Regions from separate parts of the Zea mays genome. Here region 2 is linked to region 1. The links are chromatin contacts, called in public Hi-C maps. All regions are on one chromosome and are shown on one strand. Each heading gives the region's core, a stretch centred on a gene start, on an enhancer-like site or on the middle of the called end of the contact. The rest is flanking DNA. Distances are from core to core; before and after follow the strand shown. Region 1 holds the start of LOC100275455. Region 2 has its middle 4.0 kb from the start of LOC111589855.

What was found. A called contact is a pair of places that touch in the nucleus more often than the background predicts.
Region 2: a contact with region 1 is called in a Hi-C map of bundle sheath, with 5 times the contacts expected there. The contact joins the enhancer-like site here to the promoter of LOC100275455 in region 1. A contact is called at or near these places in 13 of 25 Hi-C or Micro-C datasets (bundle sheath, ear, leaf and 4 more) and 1 of 3 datasets of contacts at active chromatin or transcription factors (leaf).

What each region holds. Positions count from the first base shown.
Region 1 is chr7:3,090,363-3,095,344 of Zm-B73-REFERENCE-NAM-5.0, forward strand. LOC100275455 reads right to left here and starts at 2,248. Exons shown (of 1, transcript NM_001149522.2): 1 at 1,407-2,248. The coding sequence starts at 2,137. The coding sequence ends at 1,727. LOC100382771 (transducin family protein / WD-40 repeat family protein) reads right to left here and starts at 701. Exons shown (of 22, transcript NM_001175480.1): 1 at 580-701. The coding sequence starts at 627.
Region 2 is chr7:3,144,149-3,149,130 of Zm-B73-REFERENCE-NAM-5.0, forward strand. No RefSeq gene overlaps it. Among protein-coding and RNA genes, the nearest start is that of LOC111589855, 4.0 kb to the right of the region's middle. Within about 2 kb of position 3,038, at least 17 of the 20 cell types and tissues checked have an H3K27ac peak or open chromatin away from gene starts, as enhancers often do. A contact at or near this core is called in bundle sheath, ear, leaf and 2 more, where this site is marked.

The DNA of each region.
Region 1 (4,982 bases), core at 998-3,497:
GCCCGTAGTTTTGACAACAACAAGGATGATCACAAAGAAACGATTGAACTGTGATATGAATTGTTGAATGACCTAATCTGGTGATTCAAGGATGGACCCTAAATCAGCAGCACGACAAGAACATGGTGGAATTGCACTTTAAGCAGAACAACGGAAGTCTATGTTCTCTGTTCTGCAGAGAAACTAATTTAACTGGCATTCACTGAGTCACCAATCTACTTAGCAAAAACAGCCCAAAATACAGTGATCTCACCACCGACAAACCCCCTGAGGTTACTCCTGCACTAAGCCCACTGAATCCACTGCCACAGAGTGAACTCACAGTATGCATCGGAAGGTAAATTGCATCGCTCCAATGCACCCACAACTCCAGGGAACGCAACAAGATCAAAAGCCCCAGCGATCCCGCCGCGGGCGGAAACCGGCCCCCATACAGGACCGAGGGCTGGGGCCGACGAGCGGGGCGCCGGGCGGATCGAGACCGAGGGTATCGCCACAAACTTGGAGCGGAAGTAAACGGAGACGGGGCAGCAGTGGCGAGAATCTAGCGGTGAGGGGAGAGGGGGGGCGGCAGCTTACGTCGTCGGTGTGGCCGTGCAGCTGAAGTCCGAGGCGGTACTCGGCCATGTCGCCGCTGTACGGGGCGCGGCGGAGCGGGCGAGGGCGACGGAAGTGGTGGGGGACCCGATTGGTGGTGTTGGTGCAGGGGGGAGTGGGAGACGAGTAGACGGCGAGGTGTTGGGAGTAGGGAGTTGGGAGGACTTGGGCACGTGCGGAGCGGCTGTTTCGTTCACTTTTGTGGGCCGGGTCCTGTTCCTCCGTTTACACAATCTGGGCCGTGGAAAGCGAGCACGAACGGCCTGGCTGGCACCACGTCTCCATGATACCGTTGGCAGAAAGATGTTGGGTGAATGGGCCAAATGCCAAGGCCTAGATAGAGGCGATCGGATATGGCCCGAAGAGAGTTGGGCTCTTATAATAAGCGGGGGCTTGATGATAGCTTTGGAGCACCAAAGTCAGCCATGAACGGCGAAAATGAGCAGTTCGGCTCCGGCACGTGTCACTCCTTTTGTTTCCGTTTTAGCGCATATCATGCTGCAAGCCTGCGACTGCAACTCGTAGTATAGTATCCACTATCCACCGGCGGCGACGTACGGTTAGCAAGCGATAATCCGATCGGCGACCGGAGTTCAGAGCAGAGCAGAGCAGAGCAGTGCGGAGCAGTTGCTGGCGGAAAAGCATGGCACGGCGATGGATTGGCCGGAGATGCTTATTGACGGAGAGCAGTCAGTATCCCAAACGTAATAGTCTCAGTCATTGTGATACGTGGAACATACGTACTAGTGCAAGTCTGTGAACTTTAGAAATGTTATATATCTAAAATTGTAATCTTTTAATAGTACATATCTAAATTTCTCTTTATTCATCTCCTCTCCTCTGCTATTATTGATCAGTCTGGCACTGGCACTGGCAGACACCAAATTTACAGACACACATGCATAAATGATCTCATCAGTCATCACGTACGTGATCACGACCGATCACAACTCGCAACAAACCAACAGCTAAACCAAACCAAACCACCTCGATACTATTAGTAGTAGCGATAATTCGTATCAGTGGACGAGCAGGAAGAAGCAGTGCACCGCATGCCAGTAGAGGAAGGAGTACACGAGCTTTAGCTATAGCTACGGCCACGCCCTCCTCTAATACATCCCAGATTCACTCAGCAGGTGGCGGCGCAGCGCTCGGTGCAGTCGAAGCTGCAGCCTCCGCCGCCTCCGCCGCCGCCCCCGTTCTTGCCGCCGTAGCTGAAGGTCCGGAAGCAGCGCGGCGGGCAGGTGAGGCGCTTCCCGCGGCAGGGCCCGTCCTGCGGGCACACCGTGGAGGGCGGCACCACAGCGCCGCGCCGGTACCCGAGACCGCCCTCGCCCCAGCCGCCGAAGAACCCGCCGCCGCCTGGCACCCCGCCGCCGCTGAACCGCGGCATCCCGGCGAAGAAGGCGCCCGGGTCGCCGCCGCCGCCGCCCGGGTTGCGGTTCTCGTTGTTGTTGTTGTTGCGGGCGGCCGCGTGTAGAGCGGCGAGCAGGGTGAGGAGCAGCACCGCGGCGGCCGCCCTGCCGGGCTTGGTGGCCATGGGAAAGAGAGGGAAAGGCTGCTGCTTGGGGACGACAAGTTTGGGAGGAATCGAATCCAACCGGGCGGGCGGGGCGCGTTGGATGCGTTGCGTCCTGTGTTGTGAGGAGGGATCGATTACGGCGCGGCGCGGCAGCTACTTATCATGCTGGACAGCCTGCGCGCGGCGCGACGGGAGACGACAGAGGCGGGCGGGGGCAACGCAAGTGGAAGTGGTGGATTCGGAGAAGACTTTGTGGGGAAAGTGGATAACTAACTGGAAGGGGGTGGGGCGGTGCTAGTGCAAATCCTGCTTCCTGCAGCTCAGCAGCTGCTCCGGAGTCGAACGCGTTGGTCATCTCGATCGGCTTCAGTCACCATCACCCCCATCAGAGTGCGGTCTAGGTGTAGCACAAATTAACGGTTGACAGCTGACAGGGCACGTGTCCCGGAACGGAGCCACGGGCTGCTACGCCTTTGTTTGCCCTGCAAATTGCAAGCTTGACTATTAGCTGCAGCTGGGTTAATTAGCCAGGACGACCTATCCAGCTTCACCATGACCGTGCATACTGTATTACTGTACTCCAGTACTCCTCTCAACGTCTCGGAGTTCGCGGCGCTGCACGGCGCTCGTCTTTAATGGCGAACTGTGGGCGGGGGCCATCGTCGTCGGCGAGTGTGCCGCGGGCGCGGGGCGCCCGCGAGTACTATTTGTTGTACGGTGGGCTCCGGCCGGGGCCGCCGACCTTGGCAGTCTGCAGCCTCTCGGGAGTCCAAAACAAGACCCTGCACCGTGCAGTGCCCATGCCGCCCTGCCTCTGCCCGCGTGCCGGCCTGTTTCGCCGGCGCAGCGCACCCACCCCTTCGTCGTCCCCGGCGCCGGCGGGCGCGCACGCTCCCCCCTGGTGCGTGTGCGGTGTGGTTGCCTGGTTGGCATTACCTCACCCGTCAGACAGTGCTTCACCTCTGGGTTTTTTTTATTTTCATGCACGGCGGGAGGTTTCAAGGCGATTGACTTGTAGCATTATAACGATAATGCTAAATTAAATTCATATAAATCAATATATCGCAACATGTAAATATGAAGATAAATTGTTAGGCACAAGTACATGTTCTAACTCGTCTGTGTGAAGTATATGAAATAAGTGACAAACGCAAGACATGAAGTATGTAGAATAATGCATGAAAAACGTACGAAAAGTGCATACGAAAAATATGGCAACTCACCTCATTGCCTCTCACTCACCTTATCAATCTCATTCTATGTCTTGCATACTTTTAGACTATCTTCACTCATTCACTATTTCAAAAGTTACCTTACAAACAGTGCAATCTACGGTAAAAAATAGTACTTTGCACGGCCGTTTATTGGCCTGCTAGCGATGACCTTACCCTCTCCCCGAGTCCCCCCATTAATGGCATAAAAGCGTAAAAAAAACTAAGGGCCTATAGGTATGAATAAAACATACGTGCCAACAGCTAAAATACGAGTAAATTCGATCTGCTTCACATATCATGTATCATTTGAATCTGCGTTATCCATTCACCACAGGAAAACTAGGAAAATAGGTCAGCCTGGTTAAAAACGTCTCGGTCTAAAGCTGAGTAGAAGGCATACAGATACAGACTAGGCCAACTTACCGAGTCGCAACAGTGGTGCACCTCCAAGTATTACTCGCCAATTGAACCTTTAGATAGGTATAAATGTAATCTTATATAAAGATATACCTCAGCTCGATCATATGCACAGATGAACAATGCCACCGTTTCAAGGGTATTATGTATTAATATGTCGAAGCTCTTGTATTAAGCATATGTATTTAACACCCAAACATTTATGTATTCCTCGTCAATGATGTATATATGAGTAGAAACAATGACATTCGGAGTTATAATTAATAGAATCACATTGCATTGCTGAATACCAATATTATTTCACACTCTTGCAAAAAAATAGCCAAAACCTTATTCCATTTGCCTATCTTCTTCTCTCACGAATGGTTTTTGAACTAATGGTGTTACCATGTTGTTGTTCTTTTTCCAGAAATTCGATATATACCTAATATATATTGTCTTGTTATGATGTTGTTGTTGTTTTGAGAATTTCGACACGTACCTAACATATATATACCCTTGCTGTTTTTCAGATCTTGCATGGATGGTCATGCATAGAGTGACCAAGGATTCTTAAACTATGGTGTTACCGTGTTGCTGTTCTTTCCAGAATTTCGACAGGTACCTAACAAATATATACTCTTGCTGCTTTTCAGATTTCGCATGGATGATGATTATGCATACTTGCATCATCTACCCATATAGTTATATAATTTCTGCTTGATTTTTCCATACATATTTTGATAGTGTGTTTTTTTTCCCTGGAAGTGGGTGTGTGGGAGCAGGCGCGGCCAACGTTCCACCGGAAAGCCGTCGTTTGCCGGTCCAAAATCCTGCCGAGACGGGTCTCCCATGGGCCTCCGCGATCCAAGTTCTGATCGGCCCGTTCTCCACGCCGGGAACCAAAAAAGCAATTCTGTCCTGCTCCGCACGCCACGCGGCCCATGTCGGCCACGCATCGCCGCCGCTACCTTCTCCGGGCACCAGGCGGGCGCCGCCGCGGGGTTGCAACTTGCAAGCTTGTTCTGGATTTGACAGGCAGGCAGGCGCGACATTTGAGGCGGTTCAGTCGTTCCTGGAGTTTGTTGCTGTGGAAACCGCACGCTGGTGCAAGAGCTGAAGGTGATGCCAGAATTGGGGCCGCTGGATTGCGTGCTTTTGAGGCATATATGAGTGGTAGGTCCATCACATGGCTCTTGGTTGTTCCTTCCGTCTTGAGACTCTGGGTATCTTCTCCGATTGATGGTTGTACA
Region 2 (4,982 bases), core at 1,788-4,287, 55 kb after region 1:
AAAATAGTGCTTATAAGTTGATCTCTTCTTTAAAATAGGATTAAGTGTCTATTTTTTTACTTCTTTGTCTTTATTTTTTCTTTTCTTTTCTATTTTTTTACAGCAGTGAATGATAGCCTTAAATCTTTTGTTTCCTGATCGTGGAGATGTAGGGCCTTTTTGGTTTGTGGCTAAATGTGGTACATTTTGTCTAAGGTTAGTCGTCCGAATTGAATAACTAACTTTAGGTACAAAAGTTAGGTAAATTGTGACAACTTAGGTAGTAAACCAAACATAGTTGTAATTCACCTAGATCGAATGCCATGGTGCTGTCCACCCATCCTTTCCCAGATCAAATAAAACAGACATATGTTCTGTTACAGCTAGTGGTGGGAATATGGGCTGGGCTTTTCGGGCTAGCACGGGCACGACACGAAAATAAAAGCCCAAAGCATGGCCCGGCACGAAATAATATGGGCAGGGCTAGCATGGCACGAAGGCGGGCCTGGGCCGGGCCTCAAATTTTGGCCCGTCGGGCCCCCGGCACGGCCCGCATAGATGGGTCGGGCTTGGGTCGGCACGGCCCAATTAAAGCCCGATTTGTTTAATTCATTTAATTTAGTAAGATATCAACTTTATATCGTTGTTATATATAAAGTCTATGTGGTCAAATGATGCTAGAATTGTTTAATATCTTTAATTTAGTAAGTTATAAACTTTATATGATTGTAATATTTTGATTTTATATGGTCAAATATACGGGCCGGGCTTGGGCCGGCATGGCCCAATGAAGGCACGACGTGGTTTAGGGCCGAGCTGGGCCACTGTTTTTACACTTCGGGCTGGCACGGTACGGCAAAAAAAATTATGGGCTTTTCTGACCCGAACCGTTTGGCACGAAGCACGATGGGCTTGGGCCGGGCTGGGCCGGTACAGCCAATTCCCAGCACTAGTTACATCAGACTTTTACTGTATACACCTCACTGTTTTGTTGTAGTGCGCAGAGGACTTCCAGATGGGTACTGGAGGAGGAGCATTGGAATGGGGAACGGGATCAGGAAACAGAGGGAGCACAGCAGAAAACCTTCCTGGTCAACCAACATTCGTCCCTTCTGATCACCACATGTTCTACCTCCCTCTTCCCAAAAGCTCTCTTATAAAGATCCATCCCTGCAAGGATGCGATGACGAGTCAACCAACGCAGAAGAAGGAAGGAACAATTTTGAACTTCAAACAAGACTGATCATCAAAACCGCACCTCAACAGAGAGTGATCGTGTAGCCAGCCTATACACATGCACCAGGCGCGTTTGGGCGATCCGGCGGCACCGAACCATAGCCTGCAAATCCATCTGAGGATTCTGGAGTAAAGCGCAAGAGTTCTGCGTGCCAGAAATATCTCATCAGTTTCTTTATCTTTTTTCTTCATTTCCTTTCCCAGAAAATAAACCAAACCCTTGAAAGAAGATTATACTTGTAAGTTGTAAGCACAGCAAAGGCAAGACAAATAAAATCTAGTGCAAGGATTTTTTTAACAGAAATAGGCCACAAGTAATGGTGCCCAAATATATAAAACAGTATAGAAACCAAACAGAATATAGCTGAGCATATAATACAATATAAATTGCTGCTAAGGTTTGACAGATATGACATATCCTGATATGAATCTACAATATAAATCAGTAATACACATATTATTTACTACTCCACATATATACTTGCATGCCGGCTAGAGCATGCACATATAGCATGCAGCCAGAAAACTTCACGTCGTCTAAGTACGAAAGGAAGGACATACCGCCTATAACCAGCCAACAGTACTCCAACTCCACGATAGTACGATACATTTAGGGGTGTTTGAATGCACCAGAACACTAATAGTTAGTTAGTTAAAAATATATCAGTAGAATTAGCTAGCTAACAATTACCTAAATAGTTAGCTAATTAGTAGTTAATTTACTAAAAATAGCTGCACTCCTTAGCCTCAAAGAGTGTTTATTTCACAAGTACCATAATCATTGTTCAATCAGAGAATTCATGGATGCAAAACATGGTGATAGAAATGATACTGCACTCATAGTAGTTTTAACAAATCACGATGCTTTAAAAGGTGCACGCTATAAAAAAACAATTTAGTTCTAAACAGCGAGCTGCAACGACGCTAGGACGTAGGATCCCCAGAGGCCCAGATTCGCCTTAATTGGAAACCCGTCCGTATAGCAGCGTACGTCTGCCTGCCGACCTGGCCGACGGCGACCGGCGGCCAGGTGTTGGTTTGCTGGGACATGCATCGAGTACTTGCGTTGGCGCGCAAGGAAAGCACCCGCACATCGCCGGAAGCCTCGCTGAAGGCTGAAGCGTCGTCGTCGCCGCGTCGCCGTAGAATCCACTTTTCTAGGCAATTGTATTAACACTATAGCCCAAATCTGAAGCACTCAAAAACCGAAAACTTAAAGCAAACATCCATACACTTTCTGTAGCACTTCAAAGATGTTCACTCAAAAAAAAAAACAAAACTAGATGCAGATATCCAAAGTTGGCTCAAAAACTATGCACCATGAACTGCCACTGCCAGTACTAGCAGCAGAAGCAGATGACATGGCCCCCGTTTATTTCAGCTTTTTGGAGCTTTTGGCCACCAAAAGCTGTCGCGGACTGCCAAACGCTCAGCTTTTCAGTCAGCTTCTATAAAATTCATTTAAGTAAAAACCATTCATAATTAACATAAACACATAATCGGTTGAATCGTTGCAATAGTAGGAATCTGTCACTTTCTAGATCCTGAGTCCTATGGACACCTTTATCTTACTCCACACGTAATCCTAATAATACTCAGATTCTCTACACAGCCAGATTCTCCCCACAGCTAGATTTTCAGAAAAGCTGGTTAGAAAAAAGCTGAACCAAACAGGCGACCCTCCGGAGACGCGTGTCAGGTCGGAGCGGCACCTGGGGGGAGAAAAAAAAAAGAAAAGCCGAAAGGACGAAAGGCCCATGGAGTCCGCCAGCCGGGCCGGCCGACGGGTCCGAATCGGACCTCCGGGGAACGCAGCGCCACACGTACAACACATAGCTGGCCCATCCTGGCCCTGCCTTCCTTTTTGTTGTCCCGCGGGAGCGTACTCTGCGTCTCTGCCACATCGCCGTCGCCGTCGACGGTCGACCACCGGTCGGCAGCACTCGTCGCGCGCCACCACGTCTGGTTCTTCCGTTCACGTGCGGTGAAGGCATGCGGCAGAACGGCGCGTGCAACAAGTGCGGGAATCGGGATGCAGGTTTTTACCTGGGACTGGGAGTAGCGTTCCACAAAACTAAAGCTGCTATTTATTTATTTATTTATTTATTTTATTTATTTGCTCATGTACTGTGCTCTCGATGACGATGCGTCCTGCAAACAAGAAAAGCAAGAGCTGAGCATCAGTGCAACGACCGGCCGCGGATCACATCTTTCGGCGCGAGGCGAGCGAGAGTGCATCCATGCAATGCATGCATGGAGAGGTACGTTCATGTGATCCATGGCATGTTCATCACGTAGCCTTTTTTTCCCCAGCCTTTGTTTATATTTTCGACAGGATCAAAATCAGGCAAAGGGCAAATCCCCAAAGGATCAATTGAATACGCACAGCAGCTCGATCGGGCACAAAAGCTCCAAATAATTCCGTCCCTTTCCGTAAGCAGGGACTAGTTTTAGTTGACGATATGATATATATATAATATATGTATGCACACACGTAATGGAGCGAGAGAGAGAGCAACGACTAGCCTTTTCGAGATGGCGTCTTCCTCCTCCTCCTCCTCCTCCTCCTTCCTGTCTCCTTCTTGGGAAGTCGGAACGACGTCACCCGCAGAAGCAGTAGCAGCATACTCTTCTATTCGTCCACGTGGCGAGCGGCCACTCCTCCGCCCGGTGCCACGGCTCCATCGGGCTGCAGCAGGCACGCGCTATAGCTTTGGAGCAGGGCGTCGCGTCGAGCCAGGTGTCGAGAGGCCGTAGACGAGCGCAAAGACGACAGCCCACTCGCATTGGTCGGGATGGGATCATGCGTGGGTTCGGTGAGGAGAATCGCAGGTGCAGGGCCCCGGCCCCGGCCCCGTCAGCGTCAGAGTGCCACTGGCGAGTGTTGACGCGACGACGAGCCTCGCCGCCTATATATTGCGGAGGCTCCGTCCAGCCTCTGCATCCTTCGGTTGGTGACGAACGCACAGCATCGGCAGGCATCTGCGTGCGCGTGCCAGTGACAGACGACAGATGATCTCCTTCTTCGACGAGGCCGAGGCCATGATGCAGCTTGACTTCGCCGCCGGCCAGCCGCTGCTGCCAGTGCCAGTGCCAGTGCCAGGCATGCACGCCGTCGGCTTCGCCTTAGACGACTTCGACTTCGGAGCGACGACGGCCGGCGATGCTGCCGGTTTCCATTTCGGCGCCGGCACGGCGACGTGCGGCGGCGCTGCGGGCGGTTCCGGTTTCGGTACCTGCACGACGGCAGGCGGCGCCGAGGACGAGGAGGAGCGGCTGCGCCGGCTGAAGCGCAAGATATCGAACCGGGAGTCGGCGCGGCGGTCGCGGGCGCGGCGGCGGCAGCGGGCGGAGGAGCTGGGGCGCGCCGCGGAGGCGCTCCGCGCCCAGCGCCGCGCGCTGGCGGCGAGGTCGGACGCCGCGGCGGCCCGCGCGCTCGCCGCAAGGCTCGACACCGCGCGGCTCCAGGCGGAGGCGCGCGCGCTCCGGCGCCGGCTGGGCGTCGCGCAGAGGCAGGCCGTGCTGCTGCTCGCGCTGGCACGCGCGCGCCTCGCGCGGGCGCAGGTAGGAACAGGGGCGCCGGTCGTGGCTGTGCCGCCGCCGCCGCAGCCGCAGCACGGCGCTGGCGTCGTCGCGGCGGGGGCGATTACGTGGTGACGGCGGGAAGATAAATCACGAGGGAGATGGACACGTGTCGTTGCAGTTGAGCACGAGTTTTGCTTTGCCTTGTGTCCTGTACTGCCGCGCATGCGGCCCCTGCTGAAATA